Regions from separate parts of the Bos taurus genome. Here region 1 is linked to region 2. Evidence: chromatin contacts called from public Hi-C data. All regions are on one chromosome and are shown on one strand. Each heading gives the region's core, a stretch centred on a gene start, on an enhancer-like site or on the middle of the called end of the contact. The rest is flanking DNA. Distances are from core to core; before and after follow the strand shown. Region 1 overlaps RASSF5 (Ras association domain family member 5). Region 2 holds the start of RASSF5 (Ras association domain family member 5).

Region 1 (5,242 bases), core at 1,663-4,162, 37 kb after region 2:
GACTGTCTCAGATTCCTTCCACATGTAATGATAGAGCCAGGCATTGCTTTAAAGTCCTCTCCGCTGCCCTCAGTGGGCAGCAGAGACTGCTCTCCCCAAATACCAGCGCACTGGGTCCAGCCACTGCCTCCTGGGCACTGTGATCAGTGGAGAGAACTGTAGGGGTACCAGGAAGGAAATTCCAGCCACTGGCACTAAGACCCATGTGGTTTTCCAAAGGAGGCGTGGACCTGCGTGTACTGACAAGGGATGGTGCCAACAGAGACAAGTCACTCAGTGGTACATAAAGACAATCAATTTGTACCTTGTACATGTGTGTGTGTGTGTGTAAATGTGTGTGAGAGTGAGGGCCTGCAGGGCACCCAGCCAACTGCTGGAAGATATTTCACCTTGGGAGGGGTGGGGGGTGACCAGGGTAGAGTGAGAGAACCCTTGACTTTTGCCCTTTGCTTCGGGGCTATTTGAATAACCCGATGCTGTCCAGATGGTTCTAGTGTAATATTTCTAAAAGGTAATACCTGTTTTCTTAAAAGAAGGACTCTTGGCCTGGATGACAGGAGAGCCCGGTTCTAATTCAGACTGTGCAGATGACATTGTGGACGTGTGACGGGCACAGGACTCTTAGCTTCCCTGAGCCTCAGGTTTCTCCTCTGAGCGATGGTGGTTCTGTGGCTTGGTATCACCAGGTAACATTCCAGGGCCGTCCCTGTGCCTTCAACAGCCTTACTGGATTTTTTTTTTATCATGTCGCCCTGTGATGGAAGCCCCGGGCAGCTTCCTATTACCCTCAAAGTCAGCCTGAATCTGGATTAGCACACAAAACCCTTCACTGTCTGGCTCTGCCTACTCTCCACAATACCAGAAAGATGCATTCTTCTCCTGGACATAAACCCAGGACACTATGGTTTTGTGGTTTGCTGGGCACTCTCGCTACAAGACACGATTATCCCCTTCTTTGCGGCCTCTTATTGCTCTGCTCTGTTGATAAAAGGACTCGAGACCGTGTCCGCCTTCACCAAGGGGCGGGGGCTGGCCGGCTGGCCTTTCAGCCCTCCCGGTCGGGCCGCCCAGACTTTCTCCGCGTGTCCCCCGCCCCGCCGCCCCTGGCAGCCCCCCGCGGTCCTCCCCTCGCAGGACGCCCGCTGCAATCGCCTCCCACGGCCCCCCGCAGGCACGGAGCGGTGACCCAGCTGGTCTGGAGAGCCGGGTTTCCTGCCTCCCGGCCCTGTCCTGTCTCCGCGGCCGCACCTCCGTTGCCCTGCCCTGCCCCTGCCGAGGGCTCGCTTCTCCGAACCCTTCAGGAGGATGCCCCAGCCCCCAGCGCCGCGCCACACGCCGAACCCAGAGCCGCCACACGGGGGAGCCCCGGAGCCGGAAGGGAAGACCCGCGGGGACCGGGTCTGCCTCTGCAGAGGCTGGGGCTTCCTTAGGAGCACTCCCGATAGATGCGTGCGCGCCTCTCCAGGGATTCTGGCCCTGGGTCTCCTGTGAAACGCTCTAAAGGTTTATCAGGCTGAATTGTGATACCCACGTTAGCTAACATTTGTTGAGGCACACCATGTGCTCTGTCTGCTTCTTTTATCAATTATTGAGAAAGGGGTGTTGAAATCTCCAACTCTAATTGTAGATTTGGCCACTTCTCCTTCCAATTCTATCTTGTACTTTGAAGCTCCATCATTCAGTACGTAAACACTTAACATTATTACAGTCTCTGGATTAATTGACCTTTTTCATTATGAAATAAACTTCTTTATCTTTGGCAATATTCTTTGTTCTGAAATCGACTTTGTCTGATGTTGATATAGCCACTGCGGCGTTCTTTTGATTACCATTAGCATGTTATTTCTTTATCCATCCTTTTATTTTAGACTATTTGTGTCTTTATATGTAAAGGTCATGTCTTACAGAAAGCAAGTAGTCAGATCTTGTTTTTCTTAATCCAATTGGATCATCTCTGCTCTTTGAGTTATTTAGTTCATTTGCATTTAATGTGGTTATTGATATAATTAGATTTGAAATCTATCATCTTGCTGTTTGTTTTCTATTCGCCCTATTTGTTCTTTGTTTCCTTTTCTTCCTTCTTTTGGATCAATCGAATACATTTTACACTTCTATCTCATTTGTTGCCAGCCCATCCACAGCTGCCAAAGGAAAGGGCCAGTCCCCAGCCACCCCCCACCACAGATTTCCCTCCATGCTCTAGAAACCAGAAGTGCTGGCCGAAGTTGTCAGTGATCCCACTCCACTCAGCAGCTGCCTCTAACAGGAGCCGCCCTAAGGCCTGTCTGACGGCCCAGGGGAGCTCAGTTCTGATCAGACAGTGGGAATGGCTTCCCAACCAGGAGGCTCTTGATATCCTGGCGCCAAGCAGAGCCAGAGCTCCAGCCCTTACTTCTCTAGAAATGCTTAAGCGCTGGAGATGTATCTCTGTGCCCCTCACAGCCCCACCCACTCCTCCCAACCTAGAACCAGTCTGTGCCTGAGATGACCTCTGGCTGAGCCAGCTTGTCCTGAGGCCCTAAGGAGGCAACAAGCCTCTCTCTCTCTACATGCAGCAGTACAAGAGTTGTTCACACATCTCACATCCGTGACCACATTGCCCTGGCTCCTGAAGGATTGAAGAGATCACGTGAGGGATGGGATTGTTGGTCAGAAACATCTTTTATGCTTCTCTAGTTCCCCTAAAGGAGGGCAGCTAGAAGGCCAACTCCCCAGGCCTGCCTCAGACCCAGCAACAGCCCTCCAGGGCCTCTGCGTCTTAGTCTGGGCTGATCTAACTGCCTTCTGTGTGTGTGTCAGGGCCCTAGCAAAGCTGGCAGCCTGACAGCCCAGGAAGCGAAGCGTGGAGAGGGCTAGGAGCCCCGGAAAACTGCCTCTGCTGTGAGTCAGCCTCCACGGTGTTCAGCTGCATACCTCTCACAACAGGAAGTCATCGGGGGAAGCTGAGCTCAGTGGTGCACTCACAGTCTAATGCTGTCAGATGCTGCTCTCAGGACACGGGGTGGCAGTAAGGTTTACCCCAGAGAGGGCATCTGAGAAAGGCTGCTTCCAAGAGGCGCTGGGAAGGTGCGGCGGAGACACAAGAGGACTCTGATGGCAGAGGAGACCGAGAGCAAGGCCACGAGTGGGGAGGGCGGCTGCCGGTGACGTGAGGCGAACGTGTGTGCCTGTAAGGAGGGCTGCCTGAGTGTGGCTGGAGGTGGGCACGGCCTGTAGGCTGGGCACGTGCTATAAAGGGCCTTGAAAGATCTGCTCTGGAGTTGAGGATATTGTTGTAGGCACTGAGGCGTCACTGGCGGCAGGACAGCTATGGTGGAAAATCGTCAGACACGGAGGCTCTGGGTTTGAAATCTGATCCCACTATTTATTTGCTCTTTGGTTTGGGGCAAATCAGCCATCCTGAGTCTCATTTTACTCATCTGTAAAATATGTTCTTACAGGGTTGTGACAATATACAGCCTTGATGTACTCCTTCCCAACTCTGAACCGGTCCATTGTCCCATGTCTGGGGGATTAAGTGCAAGAATGAAGTATATGGAAGAAAAAAAAAAAGAATGAAGTATATGAGAGCTCGGTAGCTCCAATATGACATCTTATTTCATGTTGTTCAGACTAGCTGTTAGGAGAAAGCAGGGACTATGTGTTCTTCAGAACACCCAGTCTAGTGCCTGCCACGTAGAAAGTGCTCTGTAATTATTTGTTGAATAAATGAATAAGCTTGATACTAAGTCTTGATCCTCAGTACTTATGCAATAATTATTAGTTGACATCTGAATGGGAAGATTTTTTGATGAAATAGCCCTGATCAGATCTCGGTCTAGACGGGTAACTTTGGCAACAAGACAGTGGGGAATTCGGAGGAGTCAGGATGGGAACGAAGAACATTATTGGAAGGCTTTGCAATAATCTGTGTTAATGGCATCCATCAAGATAGGAAATTCTAAAGGAGGGGGAGCAGAGGGAGGTTGAGGCCCCGAATAATCAGCTCCGTTTGGACCTGTTAAGAGTGAGGCCGTGGTGGGGAGGGCTGGGTACCTGGTGAAGCATTCATCTGGAGGACCTGGGGGAGAGGGCATCATGAGACAAGTCAAGTGTGGTTGATGCCATTGGCCTAGACTCAGCTCCCAGGGACAATGTGAAGGCGGAGCGAGTGGAAGAAACAGTCAGTGAACTGTGGAAAACCCCAGTGAGCCAAAGGAAAGACAGGGTCATAGGCAGACTGAGAAAGCAGCTCCTGACTTGTCTGGGACAGACTCCAGTGTCAGGCAGGGTGACTGTTTGAGAGCGGTCGGGGATAGGTTCTGCATGCTCTGTGTGTGTGCATTCACGGGTCTGGGTCTGGAGTCAGACCAGCTGGGCTGATTTGGCTCCACCGGAACTAGCATGTCTGACTGTGTGCAGATTACTTGACCTGCCAGAACCTCCTCTTCCACTCTGTAAAGTAGAGATATTGAAGCCGCCTCCCCCGTTTGCTGTAGGGATTAAATGAAATGAAGCACATAAAGTCACTAGGAAGACAGCGTCCACACAAGGCAGCTAATGATCACTCCAGTGGTTTCGGGGGTGGGTTGGCACCTCACCTGGTTTTCGGCCTCTGAATGTGTTTGTCGCTCATGAGGCCCCAAACCTGATCTCTGGACCCCTCCATGGATCCTGGATGAGGACATCTGAGGTCCAAAGTTGCTGAAGCTCCCCCAGCAAGCTAGAGCTGGAGCTGGGCCTGGAATATCAGCCCCCTGGCTTCCATTTCTGTACCACAGCTTTCCTGGAACACAGACCCACAGGGTGGATTTGACAAGGGATCTGGCCACGTGTCAGGATGGCATTTGAGAGAGGAAGAAAGTTTCAAATGATGTATTTCATCATCTGACGCTCTGAGACAGGGAAGTCACCCATCCACCACTTCAGTGGGGCTTTCTGAATCCACCCCACTCCCACCCCCCCAACAGCGATGCCATCATTGCTCTGGGGCTCTGGATGCTGCAGCTTCAGGTCCAGACTCCTCTTCCTGGGACCAGGGACAAGAACAGCCAGTTCCTACCCTTCGCGCATTCACTTCCAGAAGCATGAAGTGCTGTTGCCTAAGCTCTTCCTGCTGCCTTCTCCCCTCCCCCTGGCCACGTTATCACCACTGTTGATTATTCATGGGGAAGAGGTATAGACAGGGTCACTGGATGCTGAAAGGAATCCGGTCTTCCTCCCTTTGGGACTATGGAGCTTCAGTCTGGATTCTTCCTCCTGG
Region 2 (5,310 bases), core at 1,710-4,209:
CTGCTGGGGGTTCAGGAGAGGCAGCAGCCTAGCCTGACCTCAGTCTCTAGCTCAGGGAGATGAACTGGGAGATAAACTTGATACACTTTTGGAGTTGGTCACATGGAATTACGTTATCTCCACTTTTATCTCCCTTCCCTCCCTGAAGCCACATGCCGGGCTCTGGCCCTGCTGGAGTGCTTTCTCCCTGCACTCCTCCAGATCAGAGCTGAGGCAGGACAACTAAACGAGAGCACGTTTCTACCCAGCTCAGGAACCTGGGCAAAGGAGTTTATGCCTGAGTATTCCAGAGAGTCCTCAGTTTCCCAGGGCCAGAGGAGACACTCATCCTGTGAGCCTCTCCATCCCAGGAATCTGGGCTGGGTTGCCCAAACGCATGCTGAGGGGAGGGTGATGAAGGACAGAAATGGCCATTGTTGGCAATTTCACAAATGGCATTTCAAAACTGGCTCCTCGGTGATGCACTCTCCACCAGGTCCCTTCTCCTTGCCACATCAGACTGTCAGCAGAGCTTGAGCTTGGCCCACACCCTGGGCCTCTCCCAGCCCTCTGCTCTCCCAAGGTTGGAGGAAGTGATCTTCAAACAAGTCTCATGCCTGTGGCCAGAGGTGGATAATACAGGGTGGATTCGGCAAACGTATAGGCTTCTGCAACGGCCTCTCAAGAACTGCTTGCAGAAGAAGTGAGAGAGATGGGGAAAAAAGACCACAGAGGCAAATTGGTCTTTTCTGGGTCAACATCTGCCAGAAAACATTGCAGAATTAGCCCCCACTGTGTTTTTCTCAGTCGCTTCCCGCTGAACTTCACTTGCTCTGCGGGGCAAAGAGCAGAGAATCCTATTTTCTTCTTGCCACCTTCGATCTAAAGCAATAGACCAGCAGCATCAACACGGCCTGGGAACTTGTTTAAAATGCAAAATCTCAAACTGTTACATACAGGATGGGCAAGCAACAAGGTTCTACTGCACAGCACACGGAACTACAGTCAATCTCCTGTGATAAACCATAATGGAAAAGAAAAAAATAGACAAAATCCCAAACCCCAGGCCCAGACAAACTGACTCAGAAACTCAGGGGGTGGAGCTCGGTAATCTGTAATTCAACAAGCCCTCCAGGTGACGGTGATGCATGGCAGCATTTGAAAACCACTAATGTAGAGAACGCGAGGTTCAGACAGGGGAGAGGAGAGGGGCAGGAGGGGAGTAGAGCAGGGTGGCTGTGGCTCACAGGCCCCCATCTCACACCTTCTGCTTCATAGCTCTGTGCTCTTGGCCACATTCTTGCCACACACTCAGAAGCGGCCTCATGAGGTGAGAACCTTTGGTGACACCCAGGGATCAAAGGACCCATGGCTGCCACCACCATGAGGGAAAAGCCGTGGGCCGAAGCAAGCTGGGCTTTCCCTGGCCTCTCGACTGTTGAAATTTTAGGAATCACCTAAAAACGAACCTCCAAGGGGAAATCCAAAAGCTAAAGTGAAGATTCCCCTAGAAGACACTAGGGGGAGACCCATCTCTGGCCTGGGAAGGGGAGGAAGCAACTCAGGTCTAGAAGAATTCAGACCATGTGTTTCTCAAGTTGATTCGCTGGTGACCTCTACTAAATCAACCAAACTGAACCGCACCTTTCAAGAGGACAGGCAGTGACCACTGAGTCAGAGTGATGTAATCAGAGAGGATGAGGAAAGCGTCACGTGTCTGCTCACTCCCAGTCCAGTTTCCAGCTAAGGAAACTATAGAGGATAGAGAGGACCCGGGGTCACACAGCAGGTCTGTGACGGGACACAGGTTCGGAGCCCCAGCAGGCCCGGTTCCCCACCCAGGAGAGATGGGCAGGGCCGCTTACCTACTTGGTGCGACCCAGGGCTAAAAGACAATGCTAGCCTTTTGTTCAAAAACTGTTAAGGCTTTCAAGGAGAGGACAGCAGAGCATTAAAATCCAGAGGAGGGGGAGGTTGTGAAGCCTGTCCTCGGACTGTAGAAAGGAATCTCTCTCTGAGTCCCACAGGAGGGCTGTCTACTCCAGGTGCAAAGCAGGGCTTTTGCGGGCGCGGGTGGTGGTGGTATTTCCACAGGAATTACTAGAACTGCTATGGGGAGAGGCAGATTTGACTTAGAAAGGAAAGCTCTCCCAACCTTTGAGGGGCCGGAGTGTTCGCACGGACCTAGGATCACCAGAACTCCAGTCTTCCGGGAAAGGACTCTCCCACAGGCCAGGGCTGCTGCGAAAGGGGAAATCCAACCAGGGTGAACGCGGCGCGCGGACAGCCCGCTGCCATCAGCATCGGAAGCGTCCCCCGCCGTCACGGGACTCGGAGCCGCGGCGGGCCCGCGAGCCGGAGCCGGGCATCCCCTGCCTGCGCCCGGCTCGGCGCGCGCGGGGGCGGCGGACTGCGGCGAGCGCCGTAGGGGAAGGGCCGGGGGATGCATCCCTCCGGTGGGCGTGAAAACCGAGAGGCCAGCGGGCCGACTCTGAGCCGGTGGACGTCTCGCTGGACCCCCATTCTCCGTTTCTAAGCCCTTCCCTCCGGCCCGTTCCCTCCTCCGGGCGGGTTGGGGTGTGGATTGGGGGCGTGGGAACCTGAGGTTGGAGGGTGGAAATCTGGGGTTGGGGGTGAAGGATGGGAGAGGCGAGGAGGTAGAGCTGAAGGCAGGAGGCTCCTACAGAATGCCTCTTCCGAGTTGTCCTGTAAAGAAGCTTTACACGTGCAACCCTTCAGCTGCCCCGGCTACCTGAAGACACCCCGAAATCCACACTCGCCCAGGCGTCCCCCACCGCCGCCCCTGCCCGTCGGGCGGTCGGTGGTTCCCTCGGGTCTTCCTTCCTGCCTCTCAGAGGTCTCCCCGCCCCCGCCCCGCCCCGCCCCGCAGGCTGCGGTCCCTTTAAAGGCGCGCCGGTCTGGGGCCGCCCCGCTCTCGAAGAGGACTCGGGAGGAGCGCCAGCGCGGAGAGCCGCCCGGCATGGCCATGGCGTCCCCGGCCATCGGGCAGCGCCCGTACCGGCTGCTCTTGGAGCCAGAACCGCCGCACTATCTGCAGAGCCTGAGCGACCCCGAGCCGCTGCCGCCGCCGCCGCCGCCGCCCCCCCCGGGCCACTCCTCGCGCCGCTGCGCCCCCGCGCCGCTCTCCACTGCGCCCGGGGCGCACGAGAGACGCAGTGCCTGGAGGGCCGCCCGGGGGGACCCGGAGCCCCAGCCCCGGGCCTCCCGACCCGCTCGCCCTCTCCGGCCTGGTCTGCAGCAGAGACTGAGGCGGCGGCCTGGCGCGCCCCGGCCCCGCGACGTGCGCAGCATCTTCGAGCAGCCGCAGGATCCCCGCGTCCCGGCGGAGCGAGGCGAGGGCCACTGCTTCGTGGAACTGGCGCTGCGGGGTGGCCGCGGCTGGTGCGACCTGTGCGGGCGAGAGGTGTGGTGGCGGGCACTGAGCTGCGCTAGTAAGTGTGAGGGTCGGGGTCGGGCGGGGCTGGGGCGCGCGGGAAGACCGCAGTCTGCCCGCGAGCGGCTGCGAGCGAGCCGGCTGGGGCGAGCCGAGAGGGGGCGCTGACCCCTCCGGCTTCAGGGGAGACCAGGATTTTCACCGAGGCAGGTAGCCCCTGGACACACTCTCCTCCTTAGTGCCCTTAGGTATGCTTGTGCGGTATTTAACAAGCACCTCTTCCTCTGACAGGTGCGCGTCTCGCCCCTCTCCAGATACAGCCAGTGCGCGGGCGCGCGCGCGCGCGCACACACACACACACACACACACACACAGACACACACACACACACAGACACACACACACACACACACACACACGCTGGGGTTGATGCCTGATGCTACCAGATCATTCTCCTGGGTCTCCAGTGCCCTCTCTTGCTTTTTTGTAGCTTCTTGAGAGTGGGCTGTGAGGCTATTCTTGAGATGACCGTTTGGCCCCTGCTTATTAGGGTAATGGCTGATGACTTTGTCTGCCTGCCTGCCTGTGGTACACCCTTCCTCCAGGGTGACCTGTGGGGACAGGGAAGAGACCTGGTTGGGCTTTGGATGGACAGAGGCCATGAGGCTTGAGAAGAGCGTGAAGTGACCCTGGATCCCTGCCCTCTCCCGCCGTCCACCTCTGGCCCCTCGGACCTTTGCCCTCTGCTCTGACGTTTGGCTGGGCCTTGCTTCCTCCTCTTCCTCCTACTGGCTACTGCACCAGGCATCAGGCTCGAGAATTACCCAACTACCTGCCCTGTCTCACCCTCCCCAGAGCTCTCAGGTCCCTCCAGCCTCCTCCCCTGAGCCAGAATCTTCTCAAAGCCTGACTATAAAACACTGGACATCCACTGTATAGATTTTCTGAGCACATTTGCGGTCTTCTTGGGGGTTTGTTATTTTTCTCTTCCAGCAGTTAGGTGTGTATATTTCTTCAGTGATGTTTCTTTTCTTCTTTTCTTATTAGAGTTATCTAGAAAAATAGATTTTCCTATTAGACTTATCTAGAAAAATAGATTTTTTTCCCTATTAGATTTATCTAGAAAAATAGATTTCTTCTTTTCCTGTTCCCCACCCCATAATTGCTGTTGCCATGTTTGGCAGACGATACCCACACCCATGTGCCTATGTGTTTATGTAGATAGTTTAAATATCTGAAGCGCAAAGTGCAGACGATGGTACAGCCTCTAGAAAGCATCTCTGGAAATGGCTTGGGGTCGCATCTTTCAGCCAAGCTTCTTCCCACATGACAGCAGCCCCCATCTCCCATCCAGCTGCAGCATTGTGCAGCAGCAACTGTTACACTCTCATCACGAAAGCCTGACCTTGCCTCTCTGCAGTCCCCAGCCAAGGCTGTGCGGTGTGCTTCCCACTGCAGCTGGCTTCAGGGCAGCAGAGCTCAGACTCGAAGCCAGGATCCAGCGGAAGAGGAGTGTGGGAGGTGGGGGTGGGTTCTGCTCCCTCCACCATCAAAACTCAGTTCAGGTGCTAATTAATAAGGAAAGGGCGATAGATACAGAAATGTGTGATGTGGGCGGAGGGCTGCTGTCACTTGGCAAATCGCCCTGACCTTCAGTAGAATCAAATGCAACTTTCCCACAGATGTGTTTGCAGCTTTTGCCCTCTCAAGGGCCCTGGGGTACTTTACTGCCTCCCAACAGTAACATAGAGAGGCAGTATTCTCTTTGTAATGGGTTTTAGTGTGCTGGAATCCCAGGAAAGCTGCTTCATTGGAATTCTAGTTTGTATTAGGACGTTGAGGCCTTCAGTTGGTCTAGTGGTTAGGACTCCATGCTTCCACTGCAGGGTTTGATCCCTCATCGGGAAACTTAATATATTGCATGCCTTGCAGCGTGG

The links. A called contact is a pair of places that touch in the nucleus more often than the background predicts.
Region 1: a Hi-C map of liver shows a contact between it and region 2, with 4 times the contacts expected there. The contact joins the enhancer-like site here to the promoter of RASSF5 in region 2. A contact is called at or near these places in 2 of 11 Hi-C or Micro-C datasets (liver and skin fibroblasts).

What each region holds. Positions count from the first base shown.
Region 1 is chr16:4,328,034-4,333,275 of ARS-UCD2.0, forward strand. The region is part of intron 2 of RASSF5 (Ras association domain family member 5); the gene reads left to right. Among named protein-coding and RNA genes, the nearest start is that of RASSF5, 37 kb to the left of the region's middle. Within about 2 kb of position 2,913, at least 42 of the 102 cell types and tissues checked have an H3K27ac peak or open chromatin away from gene starts, as enhancers often do. A contact at or near this core is called in liver, where this site is marked.
Region 2 is chr16:4,290,923-4,296,232 of ARS-UCD2.0, forward strand. RASSF5 (Ras association domain family member 5) reads left to right here and starts at 2,960. Exons shown (of 6, transcript NM_001113760.3): 1 at 2,960-3,431. The coding sequence starts at 2,960.